Regions from separate parts of the Mus musculus genome. Here region 2 is linked to region 1. The links are chromatin contacts, called in public Micro-C maps. All regions are on one chromosome and are shown on one strand. Each heading gives the region's core, a stretch centred on a gene start, on an enhancer-like site or on the middle of the called end of the contact. The rest is flanking DNA. Distances are from core to core; before and after follow the strand shown. Region 1 holds the start of Sh3rf1 (SH3 domain containing ring finger 1). Region 2 overlaps Palld (palladin, cytoskeletal associated protein).

Region 1 (5,959 bases), core at 2,468-4,967:
AATCCCATACTTGGTAAACTGAGGTGGGAGCACGAATCTGAGGCCAGCCTGGTATACAGTGAATCCCAGGCTAGCCCAGACTACAGAAAGAAAAGGAAGGAAGGAAGCCATCTGAGGCCAATTTTTAATATCTACATATTAATCATATGTCATATATATGAATCTTAGGAAACTAGGACCCTAATGGTAAAGCTGTTCTCTAGTAATCCAAACAGTACCTGTGAGTAAGATACTACAGCTAGTGATCTAAGTACTTCTTATCATTCTATAAATGGTAAAAATTATTTTTTGCAATGATGAGCTGATAGTCCACACATGTATGAGTCCCCACACTACCATCCTAGTGGATAGCTATTTATTAAAGGAAAGTAATCAGTTTTAGGTTCTGACTAAAAATATTTAAAAAAGAAAAATCTCAGCCAGCTTTAAAATGTTCTTTAAAGCTGGAGAGATATCTCAGTGGTTAAGACCATTGGCTGCTCTTGCTGAGGACTGGGGTTCAGTTCCCAGAACCCACATGGTGACTCACAATTCTAGCTCCGGTTCTGGGAACTCTGATGCCTTCTGCTGACATTTATGGGCATCGGGCACATAGGTGGTGCACATACACATGTGCAGGCAAAACCCTTAGACAAATAACAATGTTCTAAATCTAAAAATAATAGCAATTTTAATAGCCTATAAAAATCTATTCACTTGACAAATACATGGCCAATTATCAAAACTGCCTAGTGGATAGCTATGTATTAAATGGAAGCACTGCCTTCTTCCAACCAAAACAGAATGACTCTTGTTGTCTGGATGTCAAAGACCGTGTCTCATTTCATGAAAAACAACAAAAGCAGGTCCTATCAGGAAACGATCACAGGAAACACAATTCTTATTCATTAAGAATCATTTACTAAATTAAGCCTAGTAAAGGTAGAAATATTTAACTTCACCTACAATTATTTCCGCCCAAACCAAAGGGGGGAAAAAATCATTTTGACGGAGTATTTCATTTCACTCCCTACAAAGCCCAGTACAGCCAGATGTAAGAGTCCTATGTGACATTCTGTTGCTACAGCAACGAAGCTGCTACCTGTGGCCATGATTTGTTAAAAAATCCTCCAACCATATTCTGTACTGTGCATTCATAAAACCACCAGAATGGCTCTAAGCAGCATAAAAATTAAGGCTTGCATTCTTACCTATGATTTACTCATATACGTATTTACTATATATATTTGTATGTGTATACACACACACACACACACACACACACGATTCTCTCAGCGCCATCAAAAGGGTGAGACCATACCAATTTTCCTTTTAATGAACATTTGATACCTGGTTCCTAAAATATATCCTACCAGACAATGAAGACTATAAGAGAAGATCTTTAAAACAGGATTTACTATGTCGGATCCAGTCTTATTTCAAGAGAAAATAAGGTCCTAAGGTTGAATCTATCTGCCCGGGTAGGTGTGGCTTCTTAGAGCTGATTTGGAAAATAAGCTAATAAAGAAGAGCTGCAGTCGGTCATCACCGCCTGCATTCACCCAACTGCCTCTCTTCCAAGCTACTCACCCTCACTGGGGGGCTCCAGGCTTGCACCCGAGGCTGCTGTCCACACTGGGAGCTCTGCAGATCTTTCGAGCCACAATTAACCACAGTGCTGCCCTGCGCCCTTAATGTGTTTGTGCAGGTGGTCCCGCCGCCCCCACCAGGGCCGGGTTTCCAAGGCCTCTGCTTGATGCCATCCAGAAGTCTGACCAGTAGGATGTTACTGGGGAGCTCGTCGACCCCAGAGCCAACAAGAGTCCGGCATTCGGGACATCTGAGTTCATTCCGGGAACCCACAATCCCCAGCAAACAGCGTTTGCAAAAGGTATGCTGGCAGGGTAAGACCTTTGCGGAAGCATCCAGGCGTTCTAGACACACAGGGCACTCCAGAAGGTCCAACAAGGCAGACTCATCCATCTTGAGTGACTTTAGTGAGAAAACGGCTTCAGAACGTTCATAGTTGTGCGCAGCCCTTAAAGTGATTCATGTAACATCCATTTCAGACTTTGCTCTGGAGTTATGGGGAGAGAGGGGAGGAAAGAGAAAAATGACTGTTGTTATCTGAGGGAAAAGTTCACAGTGGAGCCAAGAACCAAAAAGTACACAAAAGTGCTTCCTCTGCATAGTCCAGCTTGGCTTTGGAATGTGGTTTCTGAGCTCCAAAGTCAACAATTAAAAACACAACAGGCTTCTTAAACGATTCCCTACTAATCCCTGAAGGTATCTAGAACCTCACTGGGCAGCAAGAACTAGCAAGCAATAAACAGGATTTATGAAAAAGCAATAAAAGACCGATATCGGCTGCCTAATGAAGTTCTCAACTTATTGGAGAACCTAAGCAAAACCGACTGGAAGTTTCCTCTATCTAAAACAATACTTTTAAGTCCAACGACCTTCCCAATTTTTAAGCCACCGTTATCATTTAAGAAGCCTTGCCCTGGGTGAATGATCCCAATATTAAATACATATGTGTCTTCCCTGTCTGAGAACAGACAGCTTAATCTTATCTAAGGCCCCCCACCCCCCACCCCCCAGAGCTGATGGTCGGCAATTCTAAAAGATATAGCCAAAACCTGCTTGAAAATAGCTACAAGAAAAATCACCCTTTCCGGCATGGCTGACAAACTCTGAAACAGATTTCTGAACCGCTTGTCTTAATCCCATTCAGAAAAATCTAGTAAAATGTTCACCAAAATTCGACGATGGAATGAATGCTAGGCTTAAAACTCTGGGTACATCTGAAAAACGGCCCCCTCAGGAGAAAGAGTATTTGAAGCCAGTTGGTGCATCGCTGTCCCCACCACCACCACCACCCCAACCAATGTAGATGCCTAGGTGGGGAGGGGGTGAAAGGATTTGGAGGCTACATTAACAGCTGTTCCTGACTAGTCGGTTCTGGGGAGAGCCAGGGTACGCCCCTCTTCCCACGGTGGGGCACAGGTAGCCCCCAACCCCTTGGCGTGGTGCTCGCCACAAACACACCCCAGAGCCAGGTGTCGCCAGCCGGGGACAGAGATGGTCCTAGGAGCTGAGGCTGCGGCCGGGTAGCTCCAGAAACAGGGAATCTCACCCAGCTGCCTCCTCTCAGCCTCCCTTTAGGTCAAATCCAGGACAAAAAAAAAATTGCCCAACACCGATCGGTGGAAGTTTTCAAGGACTTAAAGAAAAATAAAGATGCAGCCTTAAGTTGGCCAAAGTCAGCGCCACTGAGTGCGGCGGGAAGCAGACTAGCGACCCCGCGGGGATGAGCTCAGCGACAGTCCCCGGAGACTGCCACCCCAGAGGCAGAAGGGACCCGGCTGTGTCCGGGGAGAGAGCGGCCCCAAGGCCCGGCAGAGGCTTCGGAAGAGACGAGAGAGGCCGCGGGGCTCGTTCCCGGCAGGTCCCGGAGACCCAAAGGGGAAGCGCGGGGACCGACCCGCGCGCACCACTGGGATGCGGGCGACCACCGGCCACCACCCCGCGCCCGGCGTCTCCGACTCGCCGCGCACCCTACCTCGCGCCTCCGCTGCTCGCCTTTGTTCGCGGCCCCGCAGCGCTGGTAGATGCAGCCCCGCCGAGCCCGCTGCCCGTGTGGCTCGGCCGCCGCGGTGGCACCGGGAGCCTCCTCACGGCCGCCCCCCTCGCGCGCGCTCGCACAGCACGCCGCCGCCGCCGCCTCCCACCCGCCCAGCAAGGAGGGCGGGGGAACGCGACGCCGCCAAGGAGGAGGAGGAGGCGGAGGCAGCGCGCAGCGGGCGCCCGGGGACCGGAGGGACGCACCACAGCGCCGCCCGCCGCTCGGGGACCCGCGCTGGAGCCCCCAGCGGGCGGCAGCTTCGGGGACGCACTTAGCGGGAGGAAGGCTCGGGGACCCGCGCCTTCACGCCCCGAGGACGTGCACCCCGAGCAAATTTGGGCTACCCAGGAGGAGGGCGGTGGGAGTGGCGCCGAGGGACCAGGAAGAGGCTGGGGCAAGGGCGCCCTGCCGGCCTCCGGCTCCGCCTGGCCGGTGCCTGGAGACCGACTCTTCCCGGTGGCCTGGGAAGGGAGTGGCTCTGGCGGGAACCGATCGCGCTTTGCTGGGCGTGCACACTGCCTGGGTGGATATAGAGAGAGCAAAGTGAGACCCCTTAGTTCTGGAGTCCGGGTTAGTGACCACCCTATGGATCCCGGGGCCCGCCTCTTCCACCCAGCAATCAGCCCCCACTGCAGCAGCCAAGGGAGACAAATCCAAGCAAGTTTGGAGAAATGCGGATCCTAAAATTCAGAATGAGAAAGGGAAAAGAAAAAAAAAAAAACTAGAAAAACAGGTGGGAGATTAAAGCCAGTCTTGGGGAGGTTCTTCCTACCTGCCTAAAATGGGGTGAATTCAAAGTCTGACCCAGGTGGGCCGGCGCCTTGAAGCTGGCTAGGGGATACCTCTTTTATCTGCGCCTTGGAGGCAGCCATCATCATCATCTCTGTAATCTGTTTCTGTTGCCCCGGGCACACACCTGTATTCTCTGAAATGTGGGCTTGCAAAAAGGGGTGTCCAAGGGTGTGTGTGTGTGTGTGTGTGTAGGCTTGTTTGTCAAACTTATTTCAGAGACGCGTTAAATGTTGTCAAAGAGTGTGATTCATTTATACTTACTGTCAGTTTACCAAAAGTAACTTCACAAGAGAGATCGTGTATGAAATTCTTGCCAGGCCACCAACCAAGCTGATAAGGAATTGAAAAGGAATCTCGGGTTATCAGTTCATCTCCAACCAGAGCCACAGCTAAGTCATAATAATAAATAGATAAGTGAGTATCATTCAAGTTAAGAAAATAAAATTATAGCAAGTAGCAATCATCAGTCATTTTAAGCCAGGCACCGTACTAAACTCTTAAACGTATTAATTCCATCCTCACAGCAGCTCTCTATGTCATCCTTCCCAGCTTTGTTCTAAAGAGATTAATATGCTGAGACTTAGACTGTATGAATACCAAAAATAATTGCCCACTTCCTTTCCCGTTAGAGGGAGAACAAGTATGTGTTTATATTGAGCTGAAAAAGGCAAGGGGAAAAAAATGGATGAAGAGAATGAGGAGAAAAATAGTTAACTACAAACAGCATTCTGAAAGTGTTGGCCCAGTTAACGCTGCAGCAGAAACTGGAGATGAAGGCTGGGCAGACTGGAAAGTCAGAGTCAGGGAACAGACTGATTTGGGGGGTATTAAGACTGAAGGTCCACTTGGGTAACTTCCCTACATCACAGAGTAGGACTCTACTCCAGCTCTCTGCATTCCAAGACCTGTTTCTTTCCTCAAAAAAAGTTGGGGGGAGGGGGGGCGGAGAAAAGGTAGGACCTTAATCACATAATCTCTTGTGTTGCTTCATCTTGCATCGCAAGATGAAATGCCAGACAGAGACAATGGGGGAGGGGCTATTTTAGTTCTAAGTTTCGGAGGGTTCCATCCATAATTACTTGCACAAGACATCGATGTGGAAAAGAGATGTTTAGACAAACAAGAAGCTGAAGGAGAACCCAAGAAGGGGCCAGGCCAAGCGATAGCCCCCAAGGACAAACTCCCACTGACTACTTCTGGGTCCCCCTCCTTCTTTGCACCTCCTCCTAATAATGCCATCATATGAATCCTTGAAGAGATCAATAAATTGATCAGATCAAAACCCCTGGAAATCAAGCATCTTCCCAAAGTGCATGATCTGAAAACCAAGACCTCGCCACATGAGCCCATGGAGACAGCTTACATTCAAGTCATAATGCCTTAAAAGAGAAAGAAAGTTTATTTCTTCTACCCGTTTGGCTTTTTGTTTGTTTGTTTGTTTGTTGTTTATACAAAGTCTCATTATGTAGCCGTGGCTGGCTTAGAACTCATAAGGACCTGTTGGCCAGGTGTGGTAGTATATGCCCTTAGTCTCAGTACTTGAGAGACTGAGGCTGTTGGGTC
Region 2 (5,959 bases), core at 2,462-4,961, 310 kb before region 1:
ATTTCTAACTGATCCCTTGTTGGAAAAGGCCCCTAAAGAGATTTGTGAACTCTCAAAGTTCCTCCAGATCCATAATTCTAGGGCACATAGGACCAACAGTCGAGTGCAAGAATTATATTAGCAGACAACAAAGCTGCTGCCATGTTCCACATAGGACTGGTCTGGCAGAATCACCGGCCAACTGCTAGAGGCAGCAACTGTGTGCTCTTCCTTCCAGTGGGCAAGCTGTGCACATCCTAACTGAGGATGCCGGATGCTGGCTTGGCACAGACTTGTCCTTCCTTACCTCAGCCGTGTGTAGTCATTCTGTGTGGATTGTGTTTGCTTCACGTTGCTTACACTGCAACCGAGGCAGTGCGCTCACGTTGATGGAGCATATCCTGTGTGTCATGTGTGGTGGTAACTGACTGGCAGGATTGTTTCTGCCCACAGCACCTGCTTTTCCTCTCAGGGCTCCTTTTGCTGCCCTTTTAAGTAGCTTTCTTTCTGTCACTGGCTGGGGCCGGCATGGATGGTCGGAAGCCTGTGACAGCCCATGAAAGAACATCTCCTTTAAGCCTTCTTCTGCTGTCTTGAGATCATCTTTTTCTTCTGTTTTGTTTTGGTTTCGATGTTTTGGGGTTTTTTTCTAAAGATAAGGAGGACACAGCTATCCTATGTGGCCTTAGCCTTGTCACTGATCATTCATATGGATCTGTGCCATATTGGGTGGTAGCTGCCAGGATCAGTTATCTCATCTCCCAATATTGGATTTAGATTACACGGAGCAGAAGCAGAGGAGAAAACAAAGCCAGGGAAAGCAACAGACTCTTTCGGATGCAGCTATGAAGCTGAAAGGAGACTAGTCACAGAAAAATGTCCAACCCTATTTTATATTTTTATTCCCTTTCCATAAGCAATGTGTGATTGTGATTCCCCCTAAGTGTGTATTTCTGTGACTTACTCTGTGCAGAGGCTAACCTATGAGGAAAGAATGGCTCGCCGCCTGCTTGGAGCCGACAGCGCAAACGTCTTCAACATCCAGGAGCCAGAGGAAACGGCAGCCAATCAGGTACGGCATTGCTCCTAACTTCCTGAGAAATAATCATGGCTCCGCCCACCTTCCCCGCCTCTGTTCTTGGGATCCATTGTGAGGCAAGTAGCAGGCAAGTCATAGAAAAGCAAGATTGCTGCTGTCCTGTCAACCTCGTAGGTTTTACTCACTGGATACATGCTGACATTGCTGAGTGATTGATTAGTCGACCCTCTCAGTGAACTAATTGACATTATTGATACTGATCTGGTATCGATTGCTGTGTTTTCCTTTCCGGTATCTTTGTGTTTTTCCAACTGTCCTATGCTCTAATGAAAAATGGTTTGCATGGAAAACCCTTTCACCCTTCCTCTTTGAAGTAAGCGAATCGGTGCGCCCTTAATGTTCTCAAAGTCAGTCAAAACTAGAAAGGGGAGCCTCTGCCCTCTTTCACATAGGTGATCATAAATCACTAACTGACAGGGATCCAAGGGGCTATCTTACAACCCCGCAGCTACCAAGAAAGGACATGTGTGGAGCTACTCTGTAGTTCCATTTCTCCCAATTGGAGTTGGAAGATAGAGGTCTCACAAGAAAACCAAATGAACAGAAGAGGCCCCAACAAAGCTTTAAAGCAAGCCTAATGATTCATGGGAAGTCTTCGCCCTTCTCCTGACCTTGAGAACAGGCCTCCTTCAGTCTGGAAATGTCACTGTGCTCAGGCAACATTTGCCACCACACACATTCCTTCAAAGGAACCTTGAAACCCTGCTGCATATTCCAGATGGTCTCATGTCTTGTTTTCTGCCATTACAGGACGCTGGGGCTCCTCGGGCTTCTGTAGGGGGTCCTCTGGATGGTCAAAAGGTTAAACTCTACCCTTCCTCTGTCCAGTCTCCCACTGTACTGACCTTCTGTGCTTCCTTTTGTGTCTGTGTGTCTGTTTCTACTGCTGTATGGTAATTATATATACTGTGGCTGGCATCAATATTTCATGTGGTATCAGATGAACTTATTTCTTCTCATTTATCTGCAAACTTGACTTGAGTTCTAGCTTAGGTAAATACACTAAACCGAAAGGCATGAGAAGGATTTCATGCATTAGACACCCTTCTGGGAGCGGGGTGATCCATTTGACAGTGATGAAATTAAAGGAAACAGCTTGTAGTGTATACGATTTCATAATTTTATTCAGACCGTTGTATTCCTTACCTCAAACCAGTAAACTATTTTCAGGTACAGTAACTTTTTAAAGAAAAAAAAAAGCATAATTAAAATAGTCTCTGAAGCAAGCAGGGCAGTGCACACCTGCAATCCCAGCATTCACAAAGCTGAAGTGGCAATATGGCTAAACTGAAGGTCAGACTAGGCTACATAGCAAGACCCTGTCTCAAAACAGAACAGCACAAACATCTCCTACTTACTGTGACCCTGGGAATATGCCTGGGAATATCTTGTGCTCATGATAATTTGCAGGCAGGAAGCTTCAGGCTCCGCCCTAAACACTGACATGTAATGTTAGAGCCTTGCTGTTGCTTCTGTGTGTGAGTGAAATGTGCTAGCAATCTTGCTTTTGCTTAAGAGATGGGCTGCCGATCAAGGGGGGAGCCCGTATGCTATATGTGTATTGTGTAAAGTAAATGGAGAAAAACGTGGTGCTGACTTCCCCCTTCTTCATTTGAGAAAATTCTGTGCACCACTGAAGTTGCTCGCCCGTGCACAGATAGCCTTCTGGAGGGACGTAGCACCCACATGGTTTTTACCCACAGTGTCTGCTTCCTAGGAGTGTAGAGTAGATAGCCTTCCCTTCTTATTTTCAACTGTTCCTCCCCACCCCTTCCAAGAAAAGTAGTCGGTGTTTGCTTGCTTATTTATTTGTGTGGCTTTTGTTTGTTTGTTTTATTTTGAGAATAGGACTTTAAGATGATTTTAAATATCACACAAACTCAACTCCAGATGCTTTCTGCTAGCCTATGAAATTGTATTGAGCCCGGATCATGATTCACTGAAAAAAAAAAAAAAAAAAAAAAAAAAAACTGCACCCCTCCCCCCACCTCCCTGCGTTCCCCTCCCCCCACCCTCCCGCGGTTTGTTAGCAAGGGAGGTGTGTCTCAGGAGATGCTGACTCGGACCTCTGTGTCTGGCCCAGGAGTACAAAGTCTCTAGCTGCGAGCAGAGGCTGATTAGCGAGATTGAGTACCGGCTGGAGCGCTCCCCTGTGGATGAGTCGGGAGACGAGGTGCAGGATCCAGATGTGCCTGTGGAGAACGCAACAGCTCCCTTCTTTGAGATGAAGCTGAAACACTACAAGATCTTTGAGGGGATGCCGGTGACTTTCACGTGTCGAGTGGCTGGGAATCCAAAGCCAAAGGTAAGCCAAAAAATGAAAAAATAAATCACTTTTTAAGGACTGATATAAGGAAAAAAAGCAATGGAGGAGGGAGAAATCCTCTAGTTACACTTTTGTTTCATCAGAAATAATCAAATCACTAAAAATGTATGACTAGGAGAGATCATGCCTTATAATTTAATTTTAGAGCCAAAAGTTAATCTAATTCTGGTGATTACTGCATAACACAGTTTTCATATCTTGGATCTGACTTTAAAAAAAAAAAATGGAGTTAGAAAACCAGGTGCGGTGGCTCACACCCTTAATCTCGGCACTCGGGAGCAAAGGCAGACAGATCTCTGTGAGGTCAAGGCCAGCCTCATCTACATAGTGAATTTTGAGCCAGCCAGGGGCTCATAGTGAAACCCTGCCTCAAGCGAAAAAGGGGGAGTTAGAAAAACTATGGCAGTAAGAGTCTAATATTCAGGACTAAATGTGTCCAGTCTTTTCCCAGTGGGAGGAAATGGACGGAAGGTTTTTCACTAATATTTAGGTGAACACACTCAGCAACGAGTTCTATCGTGCTCATTCCTTCCCTGCGTTCTTTCCCCCTCCAGCTGGTTCTGTCTCCTAGCTAGACACCTTTAATATTACACCTGTCCCATTACCTTATAAAACTTGGAACTTTAGAAAAAGCTTTTCCGTTTTCTGGGGAGACATTTGACAGAGCACACAAGGAGGTCAGAGGACAACCCATGGGAGTCACTTCTCTCCTGCCACATGGGTTCTAAAGATGGAAGGCACCCTCGCCCTAGCCCTTTCAGATTCAAATGCTTTGGAGTTGGATTAGTATGTCAGTTTGTGTTCTCAAATTTCGTGTATATCTATTTTAAAGAAGAAATTATTTTAAAACATAAGGGGTTAAAGTAGGCTTCTGTCAACAATCAGGCAGCTCCCCCGACCCCGCTTTTGGTTACAAGAAGAAAATGACAGTGGGAAACCATGTGGTTTGAAAGGGAATCCTAACCAGCAGCACTTACTGCACCCTCGTCACGTGGCTCACAGCCCAACTCCAGCTCCAAGAGACCCGGTGCCTGGTTCCAGCCTCTACAAGTGCGCACACACGCACGCACACACGCACGCAGCACACACAACTTTTAAAAACTAAAAGGAAGTTGAATTTTGCTGTTCCTGCTTGTGTTGCTCACAATTCAGTCTCCTGCGAAGATGCTGGTTTGCCGGGTTTTCACAGTGCCCTCTGCAGACTGGGCACTGTTATAGCAGCTGACGGGGAAGAGCGCATTCTCAGTCTGCCTCCTTGTTTCCTTCCACAGATCTATTGGTTTAAAGATGGGAAGCAGATTTCTCCGAAGAGCGATCACTACACCATTCAGAGAGACCTTGATGGGACCTGCTCTCTCCACACCACGGCCTCTACCCTAGACGACGATGGGAACTACACCATCATGGCTGCCAACCCTCAGGTGAAAACAGATGGAGGCTGGGCTCTGGTGGTATTGGGGTTGCCAGCCTTTGATTAGGCACAGGAACTGCTTAATTAAAAGGCGAAGTTGTACTTTTTTTTTTAACCTATAAAACTGTTTTCCACATCTTGTATCCACCTCTCTCTCGATGATAGAAACTTTCTTTGCTTTGCAAGCATTTATTCCATCACGAATTCCTATAGGAAGGATCCTGGCACACCCATGCATTCCTTACACAAATGCTTCCAAGGGTCTCTCATGTGATCTCCTCTTATTAGAGTTATGGAGTTGCAGCGGAGGGTGGACACAGTTTAGAGACAGAAAACAACCTGTAAAAGAATAAACTGTAAAATTTCAATAGAGCTAAGTGCAAGAAGATAAAGAAGGGGAACAAGGTGCAGACCAAGTGGGGGCATGGACATACAAACTGTTTAAAGAGAAATGCATGTAAAATGCCAATGGAAGTCTGAGTAGACTTCCCCGCCGACAGCGCCTATGCACAGATTTGGGATTTGTTTGTATCACAATGGTTTTCTTATTGAGCATGGATTGAGGGTCAGAAAAGCAATGTCTTCTTAGATTTAATAAACAGCCAGGCCTCACACTCCCAACTTAGCCTGTAGATCGTTTCTCATTGAGTATCATACAGCACTATGTTGGGAGCAGGGGACACAAAAATGAATAGGAGGTTATTCTGTATCCCAGGAGCTCAACGTGTAACAAGGTAATTTCCATAAGTCCACAGAAGTAGAGAAGTCACGTATTCAAAATAAGGGGACTAAAATTAACGAATGTGTCATTTAATTTAAGAAAGTCATAGTTTAAAATTCCAACCCATTTATATCATTTCGGATTTTATTACTCTAAGAGATGTTGTTAGGAGATATTTTAGTGTATGGTCATACCGTGATGAATATACTCTATCTTGCTTCACCTCTGAGTGAATCAGAGTCAGGCTTGGCTAGTATTTGTGTGGAAGAAGATGAAGTTTTAGCAAAACTCGAAGACTTGAAAGCTCATACAATATTTTTCCTACCCAGATACCAGTTTCCTTACAAAGAAGTGTGTACTAATCGGGCGTGGTAGCGCACTTGGGAGGCAGAGGCAGGCGGATTTCTGAGTTCGAGGCCAGCC

What was found. A called contact is a pair of places that touch in the nucleus more often than the background predicts.
Region 2: a Micro-C map of embryonic stem cells shows a contact between it and region 1, with 3 times the contacts expected there. The contact joins the enhancer-like site here to the promoter of Sh3rf1 in region 1. A contact is called at or near these places in 4 of 484 Hi-C or Micro-C datasets (all in embryonic stem cells) and 5 of 115 datasets of contacts at active chromatin or transcription factors (embryonic hindbrain, embryonic stem cells, forebrain and 2 more).

What each region holds. Positions count from the first base shown.
Region 1 is chr8:61,221,929-61,227,887 of GRCm38.p6, reverse strand. It overlaps Sh3rf1 (SH3 domain containing ring finger 1), which reads right to left and starts at 3,717. Exons shown (of 12, transcript NM_021506.2): 1 at 3,542-3,717; 2 at 1,570-2,056. The coding sequence starts at 1,962.
Region 2 is chr8:61,530,778-61,536,736 of GRCm38.p6, reverse strand. It overlaps Palld (palladin, cytoskeletal associated protein), which reads left to right. Exons shown (of 22, transcript NM_001293772.2): 13 at 953-1,051; 14 at 1,829-1,879; 15 at 3,162-3,383; 16 at 4,676-4,825. Among named protein-coding and RNA genes, the nearest start is that of Cbr4, 46 kb to the right of the region's middle. Within about 2 kb of position 3,711, at least 10 of the 459 cell types and tissues checked have an H3K27ac peak or open chromatin away from gene starts, as enhancers often do. A contact at or near this core is called in embryonic stem cells, where this site is marked.